Regions from separate parts of the Mus musculus genome. Here regions 1, 2 and 4 are each linked to region 3. Evidence: chromatin contacts called from public HiChIP or PLAC-seq and promoter capture Hi-C data. All regions are on one chromosome and are shown on one strand. The core of a region is the stretch at or near the end of the contact, and the rest is flanking DNA. Distances in the headings are between cores, read along the strand shown. Region 1 overlaps Col15a1 (collagen, type XV, alpha 1). Region 2 overlaps Col15a1 (collagen, type XV, alpha 1). Region 3 holds the start of Stx17 (syntaxin 17). Region 4 overlaps Tgfbr1 (transforming growth factor, beta receptor I).

Region 1 (5,286 bases), core at 328-2,827, 830 kb before region 3:
AGTCTCCCCAATGCAGACACCAGACAGAAAGGAGAAGGAAAGAAAAGGGGTTCTATGCATCCTGTGTCCCCCCTCCTTGCTCCCACACACGGCCCAGGAATGCAGATCTTAACGGAGCATTGCTCCGGGAACCAGAATCTGGGTTCCAATTTCAGTTCTCTGTGAGCTGCTGTGTGGCTCTGAGCAGGTTGTATCCCTTCTCTGGGCCTCATTATTTGTGGGTGTCAGCCAGGACGGCATAGCTGTCCAGCTGTCTCCCGCATGCTTTACCAACCCTTTTCAGTATGCCCCAGATGAGGGAGTGCTCTGGAAGCTACTCCCTCCCAGCTTCCAGCTCAGAGTGTGTAGCAAATGCTGTAGCTGCCTCCCACATCCTTAAACACAGCAGCGGCTTTTCTTTTCTTCCTTCAGGGTCCACCTGGCCTACCTGGACCCCCAGGGCCCCCAGGGCCCCCTGGAGCTGTGGTTAACATCAAAGGCGTAAGTTAGGATGGGGTTGGGAGAAGCTTTCCTGGGGACCCTGCAGTGAGCACCAGATTGGCCTCAGCTGGTGCTAGGTTTCCTGATGCCTTCACCCCTCATATTCTCTTTCCACAGGCTGTTTTTCCAATACCTGCCCGGCCACACTGCAAAACACCAGTAAGTAACTCTCATGTCTTCATGCAGCAGGCTAAGTACCAGTGCCTGTTTTAGGAAACGGATCCATCTTGCCTTGGGCACTTTTCCATTCCTGTATGTCTACTCTCTGATATCATCTATCTACATATAGGCCCTTAAAGATCTAGAAGTTTCTAGATAATAGACCCTGGTAATGAAATACCACACACTGGCTTATTTTAACAGTGAGTCGTCTATTAGTAAAACAAACATTTGGCCTCAGGGGCGGAAGAAGCATAAAATTGCAAAATAGACTCCTTCTTAACTAAAAGAAGTGACCGGAACTCGTGGCCTCTGAGCTGGGAACTGGGGGTTAAAATTTGTAACTACTCAGTTCCATCCTCCTCAAAGATTGAGTTACCCAAGAGGCAAGCGTTATCTCTCCCAGTTATCATGGGAAGACAGCTACCCACAGAAGCTCTTTGGTTAGCCCAAGGTCACGGAGCATGGGGCAGCTGGGACCACAGCTCAGATCTCCTGGTGACCAGGAAGCAGGTGCAGGCACTGTGATCCTTGCCCAGCCTCCCCCTCCCCCAGGCAGTTGGCAGTACCGTCTGTAGGATTTTGCCAGTATCATAGGGAGACATTTATTTCTGTGAGGAAACACGGGGACAAGGCATGAGTCATGGATCTGTGCGCAATCATTCTCTCATTCTTTCAGTAAATATTTACTGAGCTCTCCCCAGTGCCAAGGACTCTTGCTAGGCCCCGGGGGGAACACAGGAATGACCTAGACAGACGTGGTCTCTGCTTTCTGGAGTTTGCAGATGATCATTTCAAAATATTCTTTGAAGTGGGCTTATACTGATTCCCGTGGGAATGGGAATGCTGCTGGTCGCTGATGCCTCTAACTGATGCAGGCCGGCTGGCTGTGTATTGGCCTAGGCCTATGTCCAAATCTGACCTTTGAGGCGTCCATGTGGGCAGCCCACGGTCCAAGCATGCTAGCCTGGAAGGCAGAGCGCGGGATCCCCCAGGGGACAGGGCTGAAGCTCCAAGTGAGCCCAACAGCAGCACCAAGGGCGTGTTTATCCAGATAACTGTAGCGAGGCATCTGCTGCAAGTGCAGCTTCTGGAGATACCCCAAGAAAACACTGCATCTCCTCATACAAGGGCAGAGGCTGCCTAGGTCCCACTGTTTCCCAGAGCTCAAGGTCCCTCCTCTCAACACAGAGCCCCACCTCCTTACTACCTCCCACAAACAATCCCAACACACCAAGTATGAGACAGAAGACCACAAACTTTAGACTGTTGTGGGAATGATACTGCAGTTGTACAACCTGTAGTGGAACCCTGTGTGGTATCTACACTCGGGGGATGGTGGGGCAGTTATGGAGTGACTTAAACTCAATGCCAGGCTCAACGTGTTTTGTCTTGTTTTAATTTCCTGTGGCATACTGGGACACCGTAGCGTTTGGAGGCATGGGTGTTTCCTACGAGGCCCTCAAAGTAGACATTATCAAACAGAAACACACCCAGCACTTCGCAAGCATCTTCCAGTTTCATCAGTTTAACATCATGACAGTTTATATACTCCTACCACCTTGCTTAACCACTTGTAAAGGTCGTCCTTAGATTTTCTTTCTGGAAGGTTCCTTCCTCTTCCCAATATCTTTTCATGATGACCCCTAAGCAGCTTGCAATCCCCACTTACAAGCACAGAAAGATCCCAGATCTAGGTGGAGCATCTTCTGGGGAAAGATGGAGGCAGAGTGAGATGGTTACCTTTAATTGTCAACATAGAACAAATCAAATTGGCCGAGAAAAGAGTCTCAATAAGGAGTTGTCTAGATCAGGTTGGCCTGGAATTATCTAGATTACCTAAGCCAAGACAGGAAAACCTGCCCACTATACTAGACACCATACCCTAGGCAAGAGATTCTAAGCTGCCTAAGAGTGGAGAAAGTGAGCTGACATTCACGTGCATACATTAATTCATTGCTCTCTGCTCTTGACTGTGGATTTAATGTGACTAACTGCTTCCATGCAGTGCTGCCTTGACTTCACAGCAGTGATGGACTGTAACCTGGAGTTGTAAACCAAATAAACCCTTTCTCCCACAAGTTGCTTTCGCTAGGGTTTCCAATCACAGTAACAAGGAATGAAGCTAAGACAGTTGAACAGTGTTATCCAGAACTGCTTGGATTCCAGACCCCTGTCACCTAATGAAGAGTCCATAAAAGCCCCTCCAATCTAATGACAACCCTGCTATTTGTCACTGCCACTGCTGCCTGACCTGTGCCTTATGCCTGTCTCTGATTACACTCAGTAGCAAAGCAGACGATTGGCCCAGCTTCAGAACTTGCTCAGAGCTGGCTTGGACACTTGGCCTCACATGTGAGCCAATCCTAATTGATAAGAAAGGAGGCCAAGACACTCAGCATTGGCTGCACTCACGAATGCAGTCTGGAAGCCTTGTGTTTCCCTTCTGCTTAGATTTTTGGCCAGAAATCTCAATGCTGTGTGCTCGAGGCCAGCTACATCATGGGTTTCCCAAATGAAGGCCTGAGAAGTCTGTGTTGAGGGTACTGAGGAGTATTCCAAAGCCAAATAGAAGCCTGGCCAGTGTCATTTCATCCTCTGCGATTTGTCCCCAGGACAAATGCTGGGGCAGGGCTTCCCATGTCTGACTGGGCCTTTCTCTCTCCCCAGGTTGGTACCGCTCACCCTGGCGACCCAGAGCTTGTCACTTTCCACGGTACACACTCTTTTCTTCATGGTTTCTCAGGGACATTCCTGACCTAGTGCTGGCCATGGATGAGGTGGTCAGGAGGGGCTAACGGGGCATGGGGGAGGGGTGGCAGCTGAGCTGTGGGACATACCTCTGTCTGCTTTCCTCATGGACCTGGTGCATCCCGGGTAGCGGGAAGCGCTCCCTCTGTTCATTCCTTTGCTGATCTGTTCAGAAGACAGTCATGGACGCCTGCTTGGTGCTGTCCCTTGATGTTCCTGCCTCCTTAGTCCTTAAAATAGTTCAAGTGACAGGAAAACTAATTATAGGACAGGAAGGATGTCTCAGCTGAAGAAGGCAAGGCCTGAGTTTCTGCGTTCAATCCCCAGAACCCACATCCATCATCATCATCATCATCATCATAAACAATAACTGGGCTTGGTGGACAACATTGGGGGAATGACAGCCAAGGGCATCCTCTAGTCTTCACATACATTTGCATGCATGGGTATTGCACCTGTATATACTCACACAGACACATACACATACACGCATATACACTCATACAGAGAGAGAGAGAGAGAGAGAGAGGGAGAGAGAGAGAGAGAGAGAGAGAGCTATTCCAAGAAAACACCATGAGTACTTAGAAGACCCTTGCCTAGTGTGTCCATGGAAACGTCTCAGGGAAGCATGTTTGAAAGGCAGGACCCTAGGCCAGAGTGTAGCTCTGTGGCAGAGCACTCCCCTAGCATGTGTGAGTCCTTAGGTTTGGTCCACAGTGCTGTGAGGAGAGGGCAAGGCAAGACACAGTGATGCATAGTTATAACCCCACTACTCAAGAGGCTGAGCCAAGAGGATCATAAGTTCAATGTCAGCATCTGTCTTACATTAATCCATTGGAACCTGCCTGGTCCTAACCTCCTGGTAGAGCTTGTGAGAAACCTTGTTCAACCTCTCTCTCTCTCTCTCTCTCTCTCTCTCTCTCTCTCTCTCTCTCTGAGTGTGTGTGTGTGTGTGTGTGTGTGTGTGTGTGTGTGTGTGTGTGTGTGTGTATGTGTGTGTGTGTGTGTGTGTGTGTGTGAAGAACACACCAAAGAGGGACAGGCCTGTAATCCTCTTTGACCTCCATACTTTGTCACACAATGTCTGGCTTTTGGTCACAGAATTGAAATACAGCATAAATAAGGGAAAGTCTTTATCTGCAATCCCCTGCAGCTTGGCTGTGTCACCTGGTGTCCCTAATGGTGTCTTCTGTATTTTTTGTCATTTTGGTCGTCAAATCCAGATCATGTTCTGACTTGGTGCAAGGCCCCTTTCTTTTTGGTGCTAGGGCAAACCTAAGTTTTATGGGGCGTTGTTGTCATTTGAGAAGAGATCTTTCTATATAGCTCTTGGTAGCCTGAAACTAACAGAGATCCACCTGCCTCTGCCACTTGACACCTGGAATTAAAGGCATGATTGCCTTTGGCTTATTTATAATTCATATTATGACATATATTATAATTTGTATTAGCTGCTGGTGGTAGGCCTTGGGTGGGAAGGGGAGCTGGGTTTGCTGTCATAGATCTTCGAGGCTCCCCTGGGAGGAGGGGCAGGAGCAGAACTTTTTGGATGTGCTTGTCCTGGTGAGAGGTGGGATTCTATAAACATGTCTGAGTGTTACTACTGCATCTTAGGGGAACACTTATGGTTGCCCTACTCCCTAGCTTCTCCTTCACGGATGGCTGCAGCCTCAGTTGGAACCTTCAGTGCTATGCATTTAGTCTCAGAAGCTTCCCAGCATCAGTGGAACTGGGACCCATGTGGTTGTAGTTCCCTGGTGCTCCCTAGTGGGTGCCATCACACCTTTGGTGCTCTTGGCTCTTCTTCTACATTGAGTAAGCCTGTGCTTACAAACCTTATGATACTACCTCTAGTCTAGAGAACATTGGAAGATTTAGCTGCTACACTTTTTAGGG
Region 2 (4,914 bases), core at 236-2,735, 870 kb before region 3:
ATTCTGGGGCATGGCAAAGCATGATTTCAGGCAGCAAGAGGTGCCAGCACGCATGATGGAAGCCACCAGGCCCTAGGTCCTTGTCCCGTTCTCTAGGCTGCCTCTTCCCTCCTGGTCCTCTATCTCGGAGTCATTGACATCTTCCCAAGTTACTATGTACAAAGTTGCCGTGTTCTCTTCCGAGACTGCAAAGCATAGTTATTGACATCACAATTTCTGCTCCCTGTAGGGTCTGGTGAGATCCTGAATGATACGCTGGAGGTCCATGCGATGGATGGGGACCCTGGTACTGATGATGGTTCAGGGGATGGAGCCTTGTTGAACGTCACTGATGGTCAGGTGAGTGAATGAGTGGTAAACTTTATTCGATAGCCTAACGGGGGGGGGGTGTTCATGGAGAGGTCTTAGTTGAATGTCACCAGGACTGATGTCCTGTGGTATGGAAAGAGCACAGTGGTCAAGCTCCAGGGACACACCAGCGAGGGTGGAGGAGAAACCACCCCAGCTTGTCTTCACCCATGATTGGCGATAAATACAAATGTAGCATGCTCATGATGTATGGGATCCTTATGAAGACCGCAGGACAGGACAGGGTCAACTGCAGGCTTGCCCACGCCCTCCTTAGCAATTGTCTTTCATCTTTACAAAGCCAGTTTGAGAAATGGCTTGATCTGATAGGGGCAGAGCACCATCTTCTCAACTCCAGCATTTGTGTACACACACACATGATTTGTGTACACTCACGCATGAAGGCCTGAGTGTGGATACTCAGCCCATGAAAGAGCTGGTGGCAGTGACGGGTCTGTTACCCCAGTATGAGTGCCAGGGAGTCAGGTAAAAGGATCCTAGACGCTTGGTAGCCATTCAGCCTCCTAGAACTGGTAAGCTCCAGAGTTAGCAAGAGACGCTGTCTCAAAAATAAGGCGGAGAGCCATGGGTGAAGACTCCCATGCGCTCATACATACATGAACATGACCATATACACATGTGCACTCAGACCTAATTCACCCCACATGAAACCCTAGAAAACAAAAATAACATGCCATCCCCACATCCTATGTAAACCACTATATAGACCAGGCTACTGTCTTCAACCTCACAGAAATTTGCCTGTCTCTATCTCCTGTGTGCAGGGGTTAAATGTGTGCACCATCGTTCCTGGCAAATATGTGGCATTTTATGACACCGGCAGCTACAGCTGTTCCATTTCCCCATTTGTTCTGAGACCTTGTAGACATCTTTTCTTTTCCCAGAGGAAACTAAATGACAGAGAAAGAGAGAAAGGCAGGTTAGCACTGGCGTGCACTGGGGACAGAGTCCTGCCTGCACATAGCTGAAACCACAAGAGCAATGTCATTATACTTATGTCTGGATAGATGTACAGGAGTGGTCACAGGAGGTCTGTGTGTCTAAACAGTGTCCAGAGCTGGAGCCAGCTGACTCAGGAATCAGTGACCTATGGTCACCCAGTGTGTAAACAGACGTTGGCATGAAATGTGAGACATCAATGTCTCGGAGATGTCCTCTGTCCCCTGGATTTTGCAAGTCTGGGACTGGTCTGAGACTTCTGTGGTGAAGTCACAAATGTGGAGGTTCCTAAGGTCAGGGAGCTGCAGGGATGTCAGCTGGCAGGGTGTATGTAGGTGGAAGACCCAGGTACTCAGTTCTCTCCAGCCATAGGCTTGTTGATCAGAGCTAAGGGACCAACAGCAGGGTCTCTCACCATGTCCTGTTTTCAGGGGTTATCAGCAACAGCAACTGGGGAGGCCAGTGTGCCTGTCACCACTGTCCTGGAAGCAGAGAATGGCAGTATGCCCACTGGGAGCCCCACCCTGGCCATGTTTACCCAGAGCATCAGGGAAGTGGACACTCCGGTGAGTAGCTTAAGCATACTTCCCCTGCTAGGGCTTGTTCCTGGTAGAAGCAGGCACTAGCCTCCTGTCTACACAATGCAGAGTAGCAATACTATGGGGCGAATCCAGGTGGGCACGAGCAACTGGCTGCAGGGCATTCACTCACTGGGAGAGGCTTGTAGAGCATTGTGCCACACCAGGCACTGGTCCTGCTAGCCAGGACTGATGGTCAATAGGATAGGCTGAGTTCCCAAGACACAATGATTAAGGGACATAGAAGTCCCCAAAACAACTTGTGAGTATAGAAAAGGGGTTCAGAAAGGTAGAAGGTGAACCTGAGAGTCTGAGGGAAGTATCCAGGCCAATGGCATAGGTAGATGTTATAGGTGAGGGTTAGAGGAGCAAAGACCCAGAGGCCACACAAGAACTGATGAAGTACAGGGTGCCTTTGGGGTCTGCAGGGGAATGGGGGGGACATCCTGATGTCACCTAAAGCTGAGAAGATGGATCTGGAGAGGCCCAGTACATGAAGGCTTCTGCTGGGCAGCCTGACAACCTATAGTGAAGTTGCAGCCATTGAAAGGAGAGGGTGGAGAGATCTTCATAGGATTAGGATTCTAGAACAACTGCTTTGGCCTAAATGGAGAAAGGACAGAGGAGTCTGGCCTGGGTACAGGGGCACAGGTCCAGGCTGAATCCAGGTCCAGGTGAACATGGGTGGCCATGGACATGTCAGATCTTTTTAAAAGTTCCAGTGAGCAAGGGTCTGGAAAGCATCCATTGATTTTGTCAGCGTGTTTCTGAGTGGCAATGGAGAGGGCAATTTGAAATGTGGAGGTTCTCAGCCAGGGGAGCAGGAGGCAGGAAGCAATCAGGTGATTTGGTGGTTGGCAGTTGGGGGTGGTGAGGTCAGAGACTAAGGGCAGTTAGATGTGCCTGTCCTTTGAAAGTGAGCGGGCACAGGACACAGGTACAAGAGAGGCCTTGGCTATCTGTCCCCTAAAGCCACAGGCATGGGTCAAAGTGGTGGTCCACTAGTCTGGACCTTCGGGATATCTTTCCATCCAGGATCCAGAAAATCTAACAACAACAGCATCAGGGGATGGTGAGGTGCCCACCAGCACTGATGGGGACACAGAGGCTGACAGCTCGCCCACTGGAGGGCCAACCCTGAAGCCAAGAGAAGAGGCCACTCTGGTAAGGAGTAAGGCGAGCTGGAATAGCCTTCTTGCAGTGTGTGTCTTACACTCAACAAACTGGGGCAGAGGGGGACACCTCTCTGACCAATGCTAGTTCAGAGGTGGAACTTGCCAGGACTTCTAAGTATACGGCTCAGCCCCTGTAGTCTAGCAGAGTCTGAGAAAAGAGGCAGGTAACCTGTGTGGTTAGAAGAGTAGAGGGGAGTCCTAGGACTGTATGCAGAGCCTTTTGTCCCCACCAGCAGAGGCCAGGGGCCAGGGGTATGCCCTACATGTGAGGGGAAGAGATGATGCTGTTGCTGTGGGTTGGTAGGGTGCAGACAGGCAGGCAGAGCAGGGTGAGGTCAAGGTCATACTGTCTGCAGTGTAGAGAAGGCTGAATATAGGCATCCCAACTGGACAGTGGACCCATCTGTCTCTGTGATGTCCCCATAGAAGCTCTCTACCCATTAGATTCAAACTTGCCTCCTCATGCCACTCCTGGGTTCCCGCCTCATGTGAATGGAGATAGTCTCATTCCAGCTGCTTCACATGAAGTTACCTTCCCTCTTCCTTCTGTCTGATATCCGATGAGAACGGAGTCCTTTTGACTTTTCTACGTAAACCTGTAATTGACTGGTGTGGATCCTGCCTGAGTAATCTTCCCCAGACAGACAGTTATTCACTCACACTCTGTAGTCTCTCACAGAGCCTGGCTGGGTGTTGCCCCTCTTCTTTGAGGCTTTTCTGACCTCGACCTACTGACCCAGATCCTCTGACCTTGACCTACTGACCCAGCTCCTCTGAGACGCCAAGTAGGGTCTGGTCCCTGCCCTTCTTGGCTGCACCTTGGGGCTTCTGTGTGCCAGACCCAAGCCACGGCCTCCTACTTCAAGCTCCTCTCAGTTCCTTCTTGCTCTGCAGTCTTCCCACACTCCTCCTCACTGCAGAGAGACTCTCCCCACCCCTGTCCCTTCATTCATTTGTCCTTCAGAGTTAGCCTAACATGGGCTGTGAAGGCTGCTGGCCTTATCCTTAGAAGACTTCTTCATAATGGACTTGGTAAACAGGCTCCATGTGTAGTGCAGGCCTGGCTCCCTAGCACGTCATGAGCCCGGTGGGGATCAGGTCCAATAGACCTGGCTTCCCGGGTCTGCTTTGCCTCTCTCAAGTGGTGGGTGCTGGACTAATTTGCTGAGTGGATTCGTGAAGGCAGAGGGCAGCTCCAAGCTCCTCCTGTCTGTAACACACGGGAAGGCAGCCTTCTGCTCTGCTGTGTTCTGCTCTTGTATCCACACAGGCTAGTGACAGAATTCCCCAAGGCCACCTGACTGTTACACAGAGGAGTTCAAAGTTCCCTTTCCTCTCTTCTTCCGCTTTCTTCTTTAAAGACATAGTATGTGTCACAGCAGGAGAAAACCAGGAACCAGAGTCCATTTCTACCAAGTCTCAGCTTTAATAGAAGCTGGATAATGGAGGAGCTAGAGAAATTACCCAAGGAGCTAAAGGGAACTGCAACCCTATAGGTGGAACAACAATATGAACTAACCAGTACCCAGGAGCTCTTGTCTTCTGCATATGTATCAAAAGATGGCCTAGTCGGTCATCACTGCAAAGAGAGGCCCATTGGACTTGCAAACTTTATATGCCCCAGTACAGGGGAAAGCCAGGGCCAAAAAGGGGCAGTGGGTGGGTAGGGGATTGGGGGGGTGGGTATGGGGGGGCCTTTGGGATAGCATTGAAAATGTAAACGAGGAAAATACCTAATAAAAAAAACACAAAAAAAAACAAAAAAAAGACATATATCAACAAATCTTGAATAATAATCTATTATTGTCGACACTGAAAAGCCTGTCATTCTCCAATCTGATTTTCACCTTTCA
Region 3 (5,155 bases), core at 947-3,446:
ACTTTATTGAGTAGGTGTGGAGATAGTGGAAAATCTGGACTTGTTCCTGATTTTAGTAGAAATGCTTTGAGTTTCTGTCCATTTAAGTTGATCCTGGCTATGGGCTTGCTGTAAACTCCCTTCATTTTATTGAGGTATGTCTCTTGCATCCCCGATCTCTCCAGGACTTTTACCATGAAGGGGTGATGAATTTTGTCAATGGCCTTTTCTGCATCTAATGAGGTAATCCTGCGTTTTTTGTCTTTGAGATTGTTGATACTTGACACTCCTTTTAAGCCTCTCCTCCCCAAACCCAACCTTTCTGGGGCTACTCCACTCTTTTTATAGCTCCTCTACCTTCTCATAGATACAATCACACATTTTTCTCAGTGTTCACTTTCCTGCTACATTTCTAACCTTGTGATTATCATTTAGAAGAGCCATCTCTTTAACCACCTTGAAGTTGTTTGAATTCATATCTACAGGCTCTCCATGAAAGCAATCATGTTACCAGGTAATAATTTCTTTTTTGTTTTTGTTTTTTCCAAGATGTATTCTCCTTACTGTTTTGTTTTCTTTGGATCTACTGGGTTAAGTTAAGATATCAAGAAAACTTTGTCTCGTGGCAGCAGATCTTATTATCCTAATAACTTTATGGCTTAAGGCAAGAGCACAGAGAATGGTCACACCCCTTATGTCTAAATATTGAAAGATTCAATTAAGTATTGTAGATTGTAAGTGAGGCTAGCCAAACTGTTAGATTAAATATCATTATCTCTCTACATGACACACCTAAGTTACAGCAAACATCATACAACCACCTGGAAGGCCAAAGTCAATTCCAGAGTGCCACAGCTCCCTGTTGTACTTTTTCAAAACTTAACACTAGTTATCTTTACTTCAAAAGGTCTTGTTTAATGGATTCGGTGTGTGTGTGTGTGTGTGTGTGTGTGAGAGAGAGAGAGAGAGAGAGAGAGAGAGAGAGAGAACACACATCATCTCTCAGTGAGCCTGGAGGTTACCAATTCAACAAGACCAGCTGGGCAGCAAGCTCATGGATCCTTTTGTCTATTTAGATAGTATTAGGATCATAAACATATACCACAGAGCTTGGTTTTGTATGTGGGTGCTGGGTGTCCAAACTCAGGTCTTCATTGTGAAGCAGGCACTTTACCAATTAAATGATTCCCTATTGCTTGTTTAACTGACTTTGGCATTTTACCATCCATCCTATGGCATTACCTAATACCTTTATTTTTCTCCTTGGGATGAAAATTTGATAGATATGCCTCAATCTATGAACTAAGGGTACCATAAACACTAACATCCAGTATACCCCAAAGAAAATTCAAATAGCTTAATTAATAATGAGCTTTATTTTAAAAATTGCCTTTCAAGACTTTCTTAAGCCCCTAATCTGTGGGCTAAAATTCCCCCTCTACTTCCTTTCTACCTGCAGATCCTAAGAACTGAGTTTCCTTACAGCTAACAGGAAATGTTCTTAAGACTGTTGAAAACTTCATCATCAGAAGATCCATTTCAAGCAAAGACCTGAATAGTCATATATATATTTTAGTTGGCTAGGTCTTGAGGTCAGAACATTCAGAGAGGAGAATCAATGACCTGCACACACTTCAAAGCTTGTTCTAGCAGCAGCTGGTCCAACTGGAACTACTTGAGAAGAAATTAGGAAAACCAGCTGTGAGTACAGCGCTGTCACAAACGGGCTGAACTGGAGTGAGTCACTTCCTATCTGTGCTGAGCCTCAAAGTGACCAGGTATCATTTTAATAAGGACAGACGCCCAAAGCACTGCAGCAGGCTCTGGACAAAAAAGTTTATGCCTTCTTTCATTTGTGCCTGTGGCTATTCAGATACTCCTAGCCAGTCACTCAGGGGCTCTGGGAGGCGGGGCGGGGCGGGGCGGGGAAGGATGGCACTGGGTTCCGAGCTTCAGTTTTTACACACCTAAAGAGCTAGGGGCACAAGGCCGTCCTCGCCAACAAAATTCAAGGAACACAATGTGCAGGAAAACTGTAACATGTAGAAGGTTATCCAAGTGTAAATTGTCTTAGATACAGTACACAAGACGACCCATAAAACACTTGGAATTGTTCATCCAGTGGTTGGCACACTATATTACCTCCACGCCCACTGGCCGGGTAGGGGGCGGGGCCACATATCCCGCCCCTGGAGACGCCCCGCCCCTCTCGCGTCTGCGCAGTGTGTATCGACGGCCTCGAGCGCCTAGGCGGGAGGTAAGGGGCTGCCGGGCTGCCGCCACGGGGTCGCTGGGCTGCGATGTGTCACCGCGGGCCGGGCTGTGGACGCAAGGGAGAGGCGCCGGTCACCAAGCCCGGCCTCGGGTCAGTGTGAGCGCCGGGGCCGCGACCAGAAGTGGCCAAGCCTCTCTGTTTTCAGTTTTGGAGTAGCTGTCCCTGCGGGAGCGGGGAGGCCGAGGCCCCACTGCGCTATGCCCTCCCGGGTCGCTGTGAAGAGCTGCTTCGGGCCCTGGGTCGCCGGGCCAGCCGCGCCGCTGGGGTCGTTGGTGTGGCCTGGGTGCGTCCTGGTGACTCCGTGAGGGACGACGCGACACCGGTGCCCAAGCAGGACGCGGAGAGGCCGCAGCTGCGGGGACCGAGCCAGCACTTACTCTCCTTGTACCACCCACATGCCCAAGGGGACGCATTTCCTTGGGAGATAGTGTTATCAGCAGTTTGGGACCTTTTTCCTGGAAAGGGGCTCTTTCGCTTTTAAATAACTCTTGAGTAATTTACTTCACCTTTGGGTACTTTTTCTTCTTGTGGAACCCTAGTATCATGGTACCCATATCATCTTAGTTGCAAGTACCAAGAGATTAAGTTTATAAAAAGCACTTGACACCTCTCACTGCAAATGTGTGTGCTTGGAAAATGACTGCAGGCCTGTCTTCTACACGTTCTTTCATCCATGAAACAGCAATTATTATACATGCACAAACACCAGACAAAAAAATTTGGAGTCATTTGCAATTATTGAAAAGTTGCAGAAGTTGCTGGAGGCCTTGGTGGCCCATGCCTTTAATCCCAGCATTAGGAGGCAGAGGCAGGAGGATCTCTTGACTTCAAGGCTAGCTTAGTCTACAGACTGAATTCCAGGACAGCCCTACACAGAGAAACCCTGTCTTAGAAAAACAAAAAAGAGAGAAAGAAAACTCGTACACATAGTACAGAACACTACAGCGCCCTTGTGTTAGTATTTTACATACCATCCTTAATACAGTCACAGAGAGCAAGAGATTACTATCTGGTTAACTGGGTCTCTTGGGATTCCATTCTTTTTATTAGAGTCCCTTCTGTATTCTACAATGGTATCTAGTAAGCAGCCTTACTCTTGATGGGCCTGGCGACATTACCTTTTCCAATCTGTAGCAGTATCATGACTTTGTGTGCTTTGAAGAGTCAGGAATGTTGGTAATGCCTTTCAAGTAGGAGTTTGTCTATAGTTAGTTGGGACTAGATTGTGTTGCATTTCTGTTAAGAATACCACAAGGTATAAGTACCCTTTTCAGTTTATGCCTCCATGGACCTTCCAGATGGGACCTACTGCTTGTGTGTTGACACAATCAGATGACTTAGTTAAATTTGGTATCTGGGAGATTCTCTATAGCAATTAGTAGTCCAGTTATTCCCCAAGTACTATTTATTACTTTGATACTGTAACAGCCCTCAATTTCCCTCCTTTATTGACTTCTGCTCTAAGGAGGCACTTTCCATCTGGTTTCTTTATCTGTATTCACTATTTTGTGTCAACATAAACTCCTATGATTGCTGGGTACTGATGACCCACGCCTTTAATCCCAGCACTCAGAAGGCAGAGGCAGGTGGTTCTCTGAGTTCAAGGCCAGCCTGGTCTACAGAGTGAGTTCCAGGACAGCCAAGGCTACACAGAGAAAGCCTGTCTTGGAAAAATAAAAAAAAAAAACAAAATCTCATATGATTATTTTGCTGTTATTATGTACTTAATATATCAAATTGTTCTCACTTTGGCCATTAGAAGGTTTTGTGTTGTCCTTATTATTTTCTGTACCTCTGTGACTTCTGCACCAGTTCTGGAATCAACCGCGTCTCTAAGGACTCCTGGTCTCCTTCGCTCACCTGCAGCTTGCTGCCCTCTCTCTGTCTTTCAGAATGGTATTAGACACTAACACCTGTGGTCTAGGGGTGCTCACTGCTACTAGGGTGCCATTACACTCAGAGCCTCACCAAAGACAGCAGTACATGCATATATACATCCATGTATGCAAGATGAACGTTTATCTCTGTATTTATAGATTGTGAAGAAATCAAAGTGCAGACTGGTACCTCTGTCTTTTTACACGACCAGGATCATCCTAGTATTGGCTCCTGCTTGTTCTCTAACAGTGAGAACTGACTCATTTCCTGGGAAACCTTTCCCTATCTGTTCAGTCCTGGTATATGCAGAAATTCATTCCAGGATGTCTGAAATATACAACCCAGAGAAACACACAGCACAGCTGTTCTCACCTTCAACCTTACAGTGATCAGCAAAACTACCATGTCCTCTTCTCTACTTGCTTTCTTGCCCATGGTAATGCAGTCTTGTTTCTCCTATATCTTGGTATTTTTAAAGTTGCATGAAGTAGCATTTACTCTTTGATGTGTATGGGTCCATGGGCTTTGACAAGTGCAGATATAACAACACCATGATAATAAATCTTATCACAAATATTTTGTGCTTCTTAAAAATCATTAAAATAATATAATAGCTTCACAGAAGTTTGAGAATCTAGGAATTTTGTATATTTTTGGACGTTTTTACAGGTGTCAGCTCTTTATCCCTTTAAACCTAGTGTTTTAATCATGTAACACAGTCTGACTTTATAACTAAAAAATGAAAAAAATTATTTCAGTCAGTATTCCAACACACTTCTATACCATGTTTTGACATTGAATTGGGATCCTCCTGTAACAGATAACGAATGTGAGCTATTTTATCATTTGATGGCAACCATGGTAGATGACATTTTGTTATGGTAACAGTATGCCTGCAATAATTTGAATATTATGCTCTCAGATATATAATTTCATATAATTCTGTAAACAATAGGAAATGATAGAAAGAATCTAATTCTAGCTAGAAGTGGACTGTGAACTAGAAAAATCTCCTAGGACACC
Region 4 (5,593 bases), core at 320-2,819, 720 kb before region 3:
TTGTGCAACTGGAGTTCCATCTCTTGAGTTCTTTTGGCAGAACAAGAAATACTTTGCATGGGGCTAAAGAGAAGACTCAATGACTAAAAACACTCAATGTTCTAGAGAGCCCAGGTTCAACTCTAAGCACCTGCATGGTGGCTTTCAACAGTCTCTATGTAACTTCAATTCCAGGGGATATATTGCTCTTTTCTGGCCTCCCTGAACACCAGACACACAAGTGGTAATTTTGCCATACATGCAGGCAAAATACTTGAACATAAAATTAAAAAGAAAGAAAGGACTCTTCCCAGAGTATGAAGCCCTATTATTTTTGACACCCTCCTCTCCCCCAACCCCCACCCCCGTTTTTTTGTTAGGTTTTGGTTTTGGGTTTTTGCTTTTCTCCCAAGATAGGGTTTCTCTATGTAGCTCTGGATGTTCTGTAACTCACTCTAGAATAGACTGGCCTCCTGCCTCTGTCTCCCAAGTGTTGGGATTAAAGGTACATGCCAACAAAATATAGATCTCATTTATATTTCCTTTTTTTTCCCTTTTGTCTGTAGCTGTAGGGAACATCACATTTTAAATTTTCATATGGCAAACATTGTATTACCTACTTTAAAAAGAAATATAGTTCTGTATTCTCTTTAAATATCTTAAGAGTCTTCAAAGTAAGTTGTTCTTGTATAAAAGAAGAAACATAGGCCCATTCAAAAATATGTCTGAGTCCATGTAATCAATAACACACAGACCCTGGGTTCCTGCCTGGGTCAGTATAACTTGTTTTAGTTATGTTTTTCTATTACTGGGGTAAAACACTATGACTAAAAGCAAGTTGGAGACATAAACATTTATTTCAGCTTACATTCTCAGTCATAGTTCATTTCAAAGGAAGTCAAAGCAGGAATTGGAGGCAGGAACTAAAGCAGAGACCATGAATGGACAATTTTTATTGCTCCCCCCACCCCCGACTCCCTCTGGCTGGCTCAGGTTGCTTTATTTTAGCACCCAGGACCACCAGTGTAGAGGTGGCATTTCCCACAATGAGTACTCCCCATGGTTTATTAATCAAAAAAGTACACCCCAGGCATGTCCATAGACCACTTTAGTGGGGACATTTTCTTTGTTGAGTTTCCTTGCTTCCTAATGACTCTAGCATGTGTCAGGCTGACATAAAACTAGCCAGTACATGACTTAGGGTGTATATTTTATTGAATTGTGTTGTTTCTTGTTTTCCCATCTACTTCAAAGTTAAATTGCATTTACTGAACCAGTGTAGCCTAGGAGCCTGCCAACCTTAATGTTACATTTCAGATGCATGTATCAGTTTACCAAGGAACTCTTAGCACCCACATTTCAAGTTGTTTAGGTTCCAAATCACCTTGTACAGTGAGGTTCAGTCCTAGTCTCTTTAGCCTTCTCTTTCAACACTTTAGTTCCTGTTTTAGCATCAGAGGTTTTTCTGAGAGAGCAGCATTGAAATTATGATCATCTTGTCTGGCATCTTTGAGAACTGTACAGTCTGTCACTGAAGCTTGTCAGTTCTCACCAAAGCTTACTTCAGTTTTGTCACATGCTATTGAGGTCATACTTGGCTCCCCAGAAGTTTCTTATCTTCACTTGCTGCTGCCCTTCTTCCTCCAGAGCAACACTGAGTGTGAACTAATCCAGCCCAGATGCCTTAGGCACTAAGGAGTCCCAGCTCTGCTACTATCTCTGTAGGTTGAGGAAATGAACACTGTTGGAATATGATTCCTTTTCTCTTAAATGGAGTTATTTATCATTGCTTTATCTCACAAATAGGGGGTATACTCTGAGGATCTGAAATATATGCACATAAAAGTATAGAAAAACTATAAGAAAATATGGAAGGAATTCATGCAAAGTTAAGGTGGCGTCATGTTGCAGGTGTGTGTTCAAGAGCGATAGTGAAAAGTACTGACAGCTCGAGTGAGCTGCAAGTTTTGAGCAGCCTGACTGAAATGTATGTGTTCTGACGTGCAGACAATGGGACATGGACGCAGCTGTGGTTGGTGTCAGATTATCATGAGCATGGATCCCTTTTCGATTACTTGAATAGATACACTGTTACTGTGGAAGGAATGATCAAGCTTGCTCTGTCCACAGCAAGTGGTCTTGCCCATCTTCACATGGAGATTGTTGGTACCCAAGGTAACACTTTCTATAGTTCTGTTATTTAAGCTTATGTTCCTGTGTGTATAATATATATTCAGATCGTGAAACCTAACTGGAGATATGTAGCTTTTTAAAATTTGAATGTTTTTTCCAATGAAAATATAAGAAATCTGAAAGTTTACTTAGAGATCAACAAACCAACAACTTTTTCACCTTGATTTTTTATTTTTAGTTCTTAGATTTATGTTTTCTGAAGATTTAAACGATTTCTTCCCTTTCGACACAGTGGTTTGCTGAGTTTAGTAGTAGTCTACTTGTTATAGGTGATGTAGCTCAAGTGCTTTCACACTGGGACTAGTGAGGCTTTTGGACCTCAAAGTGAATTGTGAATGGTATCTCTTGTTTAGCAGTCATTTCTAACTTTTGGTTTTCTAGGAAAACCAGCTATTGCCCATAGAGATTTGAAATCAAAGAATATCTTGGTGAAGAAAAATGGAACCTGTTGTATTGCAGACTTGGGACTTGCTGTGAGACATGATTCTGCCACAGATACAATTGATATTGCTCCAAACCACAGAGTAGGCACTAAAAGGTAAACTTAGGAATAAATGGTCTTTAATAATGGTTAATGTTACCAACCCTCCCCCCCCCCCAAGATTTTCACATCTGTATCTCTTCTGAAGCTCAAACTTGGTCCTTTATTAGATTGTTCACAAGCTTTTAGGGTCTTTGCTACTCGGAAGCCTAGTTACTTAACTTAAAAACAAGCCTATTGATAGACAGCCCTTCCAGAAAGTATTATCATTAATTAGGTTAATTGTAAGAATAATAATAACCAATAGTAGTCTAAATCCTTCCTGTTTCTGTACCATAGCCATATTTTCTGTTGTCTTTCTTCCATAGAACATTTGTGTATGCTGTCCTAAAACATACATCCCTTAACATACTGTGTCCTTAACATCCTTGTATACCTCAAGGAACCCTTTTCTGATCCTCGGGACCCTTACACCTTCCTGGTGCAGCATAGTGAGTGACTCTTTGAGTCATTTGCTGTAATTGTGTTCTCACATTATGTTTTAACTGCCCCTTTGTGTGTCTGGATCTGTGTAGTCCATTGGCTTGCAAGAAGCTTAAGAGGCCTGTGTTCCAGGTACTTACTGAAGTGCCTAATCCACTTTCATAAATGTTTGTTTCAGTCATTTATCCTCAAAAGAACCTCTGTAGATAGATGTCATTACTATTAACTCAGAAGAGAAAAACACACTATTAAGGTTTAGTAATGTGACCTACTTCATATGACTGGCAAGCTGAGATGTTGGACTTAAAATCTTACTGTGTTTAAAAATTGCGTCACAATATTTCTTCAAAACTTTGAACTTGGAAAAAGCCAGCAACTTTAGTCAATCTGAATTGTATTTATAGTTTCTGGGTTGCTGGGGACTTGGAGAACTCATGACCGGCTGAGTGAGCCTCAGTAGTGGTCTGTAGGACCTGTAACTATAGCAAATTTCAGAGCTGGGCAGTGGTGGTGCACGAGGCAGAGGTAGACAGATCTTGGAGTTTAGGCCAGCCTGGTCTACAGAGCAACAGGACAGCCAGGGCTACACAGAGAAACTGTGTCTCAGAAAAACAGAAAGAAGGAGAAAGAGAGAGAGAGAGAAACTTACTTACTTCAGAACTTAGTGCCTTTTCTCTTTCATTTTTCATACTGTTTTGGTGAGAAGACTTCCAGTTCCAAATTTGTGGTTCCTAAATAGTCCGTGAGGGTGGTGTACATTAGAGTATTTGTAACAGGCACAGCTGTTCTCTGTGTGTCTTTCATAAGCCATGATCAGAAGACAGATGGCATGGAACTGCCATTTCAGCATTTCATGGGATTTAGTCAACATCATTAATTTGAAAACCAGTTTAGATACTTAATATTTTGCTTGCATTTGATATGATCCCAGTCACGTGTTATTTTATGTATGTCTGTATAGGGAGGTGTCTAAAAGGACTTTTTAGATTGTTTGTTTTTACTTTTGGTTTTGTATTAGGCTGAGAACTTGTCAGTGTGTGCTCAAAACACTGCCTCTTAGGCTTAGGTATCCTGGCTAGGACTTAGGACTTCAAGATTTTTAGACAGTGAGAGATAAGAGTATATTTGGTATTATAGCAAATAGGACATGTTATTTACAGACACAGGCAGAAGGAAGAGATTTGTATCTTAAGCTAGCCTTGTGGGATTCACATTTTCTTACAAGAATATATCCATGCATCCAGTGAGAAACTGCAATCACAATGAGACCCATGTGTTGACACAGTAAGGGGGTGATTTTTTTTCACTTTGCTCCTTATATACTTGGGAAAATATTTTTGTAGGAAGTGTAAATCATTTTTTTAAAACACAATAAAAAGAGAAAAAAATTCCTGTGTTTGGTAGTATACATCTTTAATCCAGGTGTTTATGAGGCAGAGGTAGGTGGATCTTTAAGTCAGCCTAGTCTATATAGTGACACAGACTGTGTATCTGTTTTTTCAGACGGAAAAGTGTATGAAACAGCTCAAAAGAAATGTGCTTTATAATTGACTACAATGCTGACTTCGTTTTTTAGGTACATGGCCCCTGAAGTTCTAGATGATTCCATAAATATGAAACATTTTGAATCCTTCAAACGCGCTGACATCTATGCAATGGGCTTAGTGTTCTGGGAAATTGCTCGACGCTGTTCTATTGGTGGTAAATCATTGTCCTTTCCTCAATAGTTTGTCATGAGAAGTTAGTCCAGAGTTGTTTTCTTTTTTCTTAACTGAAACTATAGTGGGCAGTCTGACAGGTGACCACTGAGAATGCCACAGAGAACAAAAGATCATCCGGCCAACACACAGTTTATCCAGCTGTTTCTCCTGCTGTTTTAGTCTCAGTGTCAGAACCCAGCCTCTTGCTATCATCTTGCTTATTTGAAAGGATACCTGAGAAACTGTTTCTAGTATGGACTTGGCTAAAAAGCCTTAAAAACAAAACCAACAAGAAAACCTTTTTTTAAAAAACGACTATTATTGTTTTTGTACAGCTTGATGATTGAAGATCTATATAATGATAATTGCATTAACATTGCATGCTTTTTAGATTGTTTGTTTTTACTTTTGGTTTTGTATTAGGCTGAGAACTTGTCAGTGTGTGCTCAAAACACTGCCTCTTAGGCTTAGGTATCCTGGCTAGGACTTAGGACTTCAAGATTTTTAGACAGTGAGAGATAAGAGTATATTTGGTATTATAGCAAATAGGACATGTTATTTACAGACACAGGCAGAAGGAAGAGATTTGTATCTTAAGCTAGCCTTGTGGGATTCACATTTTCTTACAAGAATATATCCATGCATCCAGTGAGAAACTGCAATCACAATGAGATCTCATCTTCTGACTAATCGACTTATAGTCAAAATCTCAACCTGGTCATCATAGCACACAAGGCTCAAAGTTGTCCTGGTTTCT

The links. Promoter capture Hi-C pulls out the DNA fragments that hold promoters and counts their contacts. HiChIP or PLAC-seq counts read pairs in DNA pulled down with a chosen protein or histone mark.
Region 1: a contact with region 3 is called in a promoter capture Hi-C map of liver, with 2.8 times the contacts expected there. The contact joins the enhancer-like site here to the promoter of Stx17 in region 3. A contact is called at or near these places in 9 of 39 promoter capture datasets (embryonic stem cells, hematopoietic stem and progenitor cells, hippocampal neurons and 5 more).
Region 2: an H3K27ac HiChIP or PLAC-seq map of microglia shows a contact between it and region 3, with 5 times the contacts expected there. The contact joins the enhancer-like site here to the promoter of Stx17 in region 3. A contact is called at or near these places in 4 of 39 promoter capture datasets (hippocampal neurons, liver and neutrophils), 1 of 115 datasets of contacts at active chromatin or transcription factors (microglia) and 1 of 9 other capture datasets (embryonic stem cells).
Region 4: a promoter capture Hi-C map of the HPC-7 cell line shows a contact between it and region 3, with 5 times the contacts expected there. The contact joins the enhancer-like site here to the promoter of Stx17 in region 3. A contact is called at or near these places in 17 of 39 promoter capture datasets (the 3T3-L1 cell line, 3T3-L1-derived adipocytes, the C10 cell line and 9 more), 2 of 115 datasets of contacts at active chromatin or transcription factors (large pre-B cells and stem cell-derived neural progenitor cells) and 1 of 9 other capture datasets (adipose tissue).

Annotation. Positions count from the first base shown.
Region 1 is chr4:47,292,769-47,298,054 of GRCm38.p6, forward strand. Col15a1 (collagen, type XV, alpha 1) reads left to right here. Exons shown (of 40, transcript NM_009928.3): 27 at 412-480; 28 at 598-639; 29 at 3,310-3,355. Gm52732 (a long non-coding RNA gene) reads right to left here. Exons shown (of 3, transcript XR_003955396.1): 3 at 988-3,620. Among named protein-coding and RNA genes, the nearest start is that of Gm52732, 7.8 kb to the right of the region's middle. Within about 2 kb of position 1,578, at least 146 of the 459 cell types and tissues checked have an H3K27ac peak or open chromatin away from gene starts, as enhancers often do. A contact at or near this core is called in hematopoietic stem and progenitor cells, hippocampal neurons, liver and 1 more, where this site is marked.
Region 2 is chr4:47,256,931-47,261,844 of GRCm38.p6, forward strand. It overlaps Col15a1 (collagen, type XV, alpha 1), which reads left to right. Exons shown (of 40, transcript NM_009928.3): 7 at 230-339; 8 at 1,740-1,874; 9 at 2,922-3,050. It overlaps Gm52734 (a long non-coding RNA gene), which reads right to left. Exons shown (of 2, transcript XR_003955399.1): 2 at 4,833-4,914. Among named protein-coding and RNA genes, the nearest start is that of Gm52733, 7.3 kb to the left of the region's middle. Within about 2 kb of position 1,486, at least 18 of the 459 cell types and tissues checked have an H3K27ac peak or open chromatin away from gene starts, as enhancers often do. A contact at or near this core is called in liver and microglia, where this site is marked.
Region 3 is chr4:48,122,723-48,127,877 of GRCm38.p6, forward strand. It overlaps Stx17 (syntaxin 17), which reads left to right and starts at 2,197. Exons shown (of 8, transcript NM_026343.2): 1 at 2,197-2,236.
Region 4 is chr4:47,400,817-47,406,409 of GRCm38.p6, forward strand. Tgfbr1 (transforming growth factor, beta receptor I) reads left to right here. Exons shown (of 9, transcript NM_009370.3): 5 at 1,987-2,154; 6 at 2,554-2,710; 7 at 4,713-4,837. Among named protein-coding and RNA genes, the nearest start is that of Gm32435, 29 kb to the left of the region's middle. Within about 2 kb of position 1,570, at least 11 of the 459 cell types and tissues checked have an H3K27ac peak or open chromatin away from gene starts, as enhancers often do. A contact at or near this core is called in the HPC-7 cell line, where this site is marked.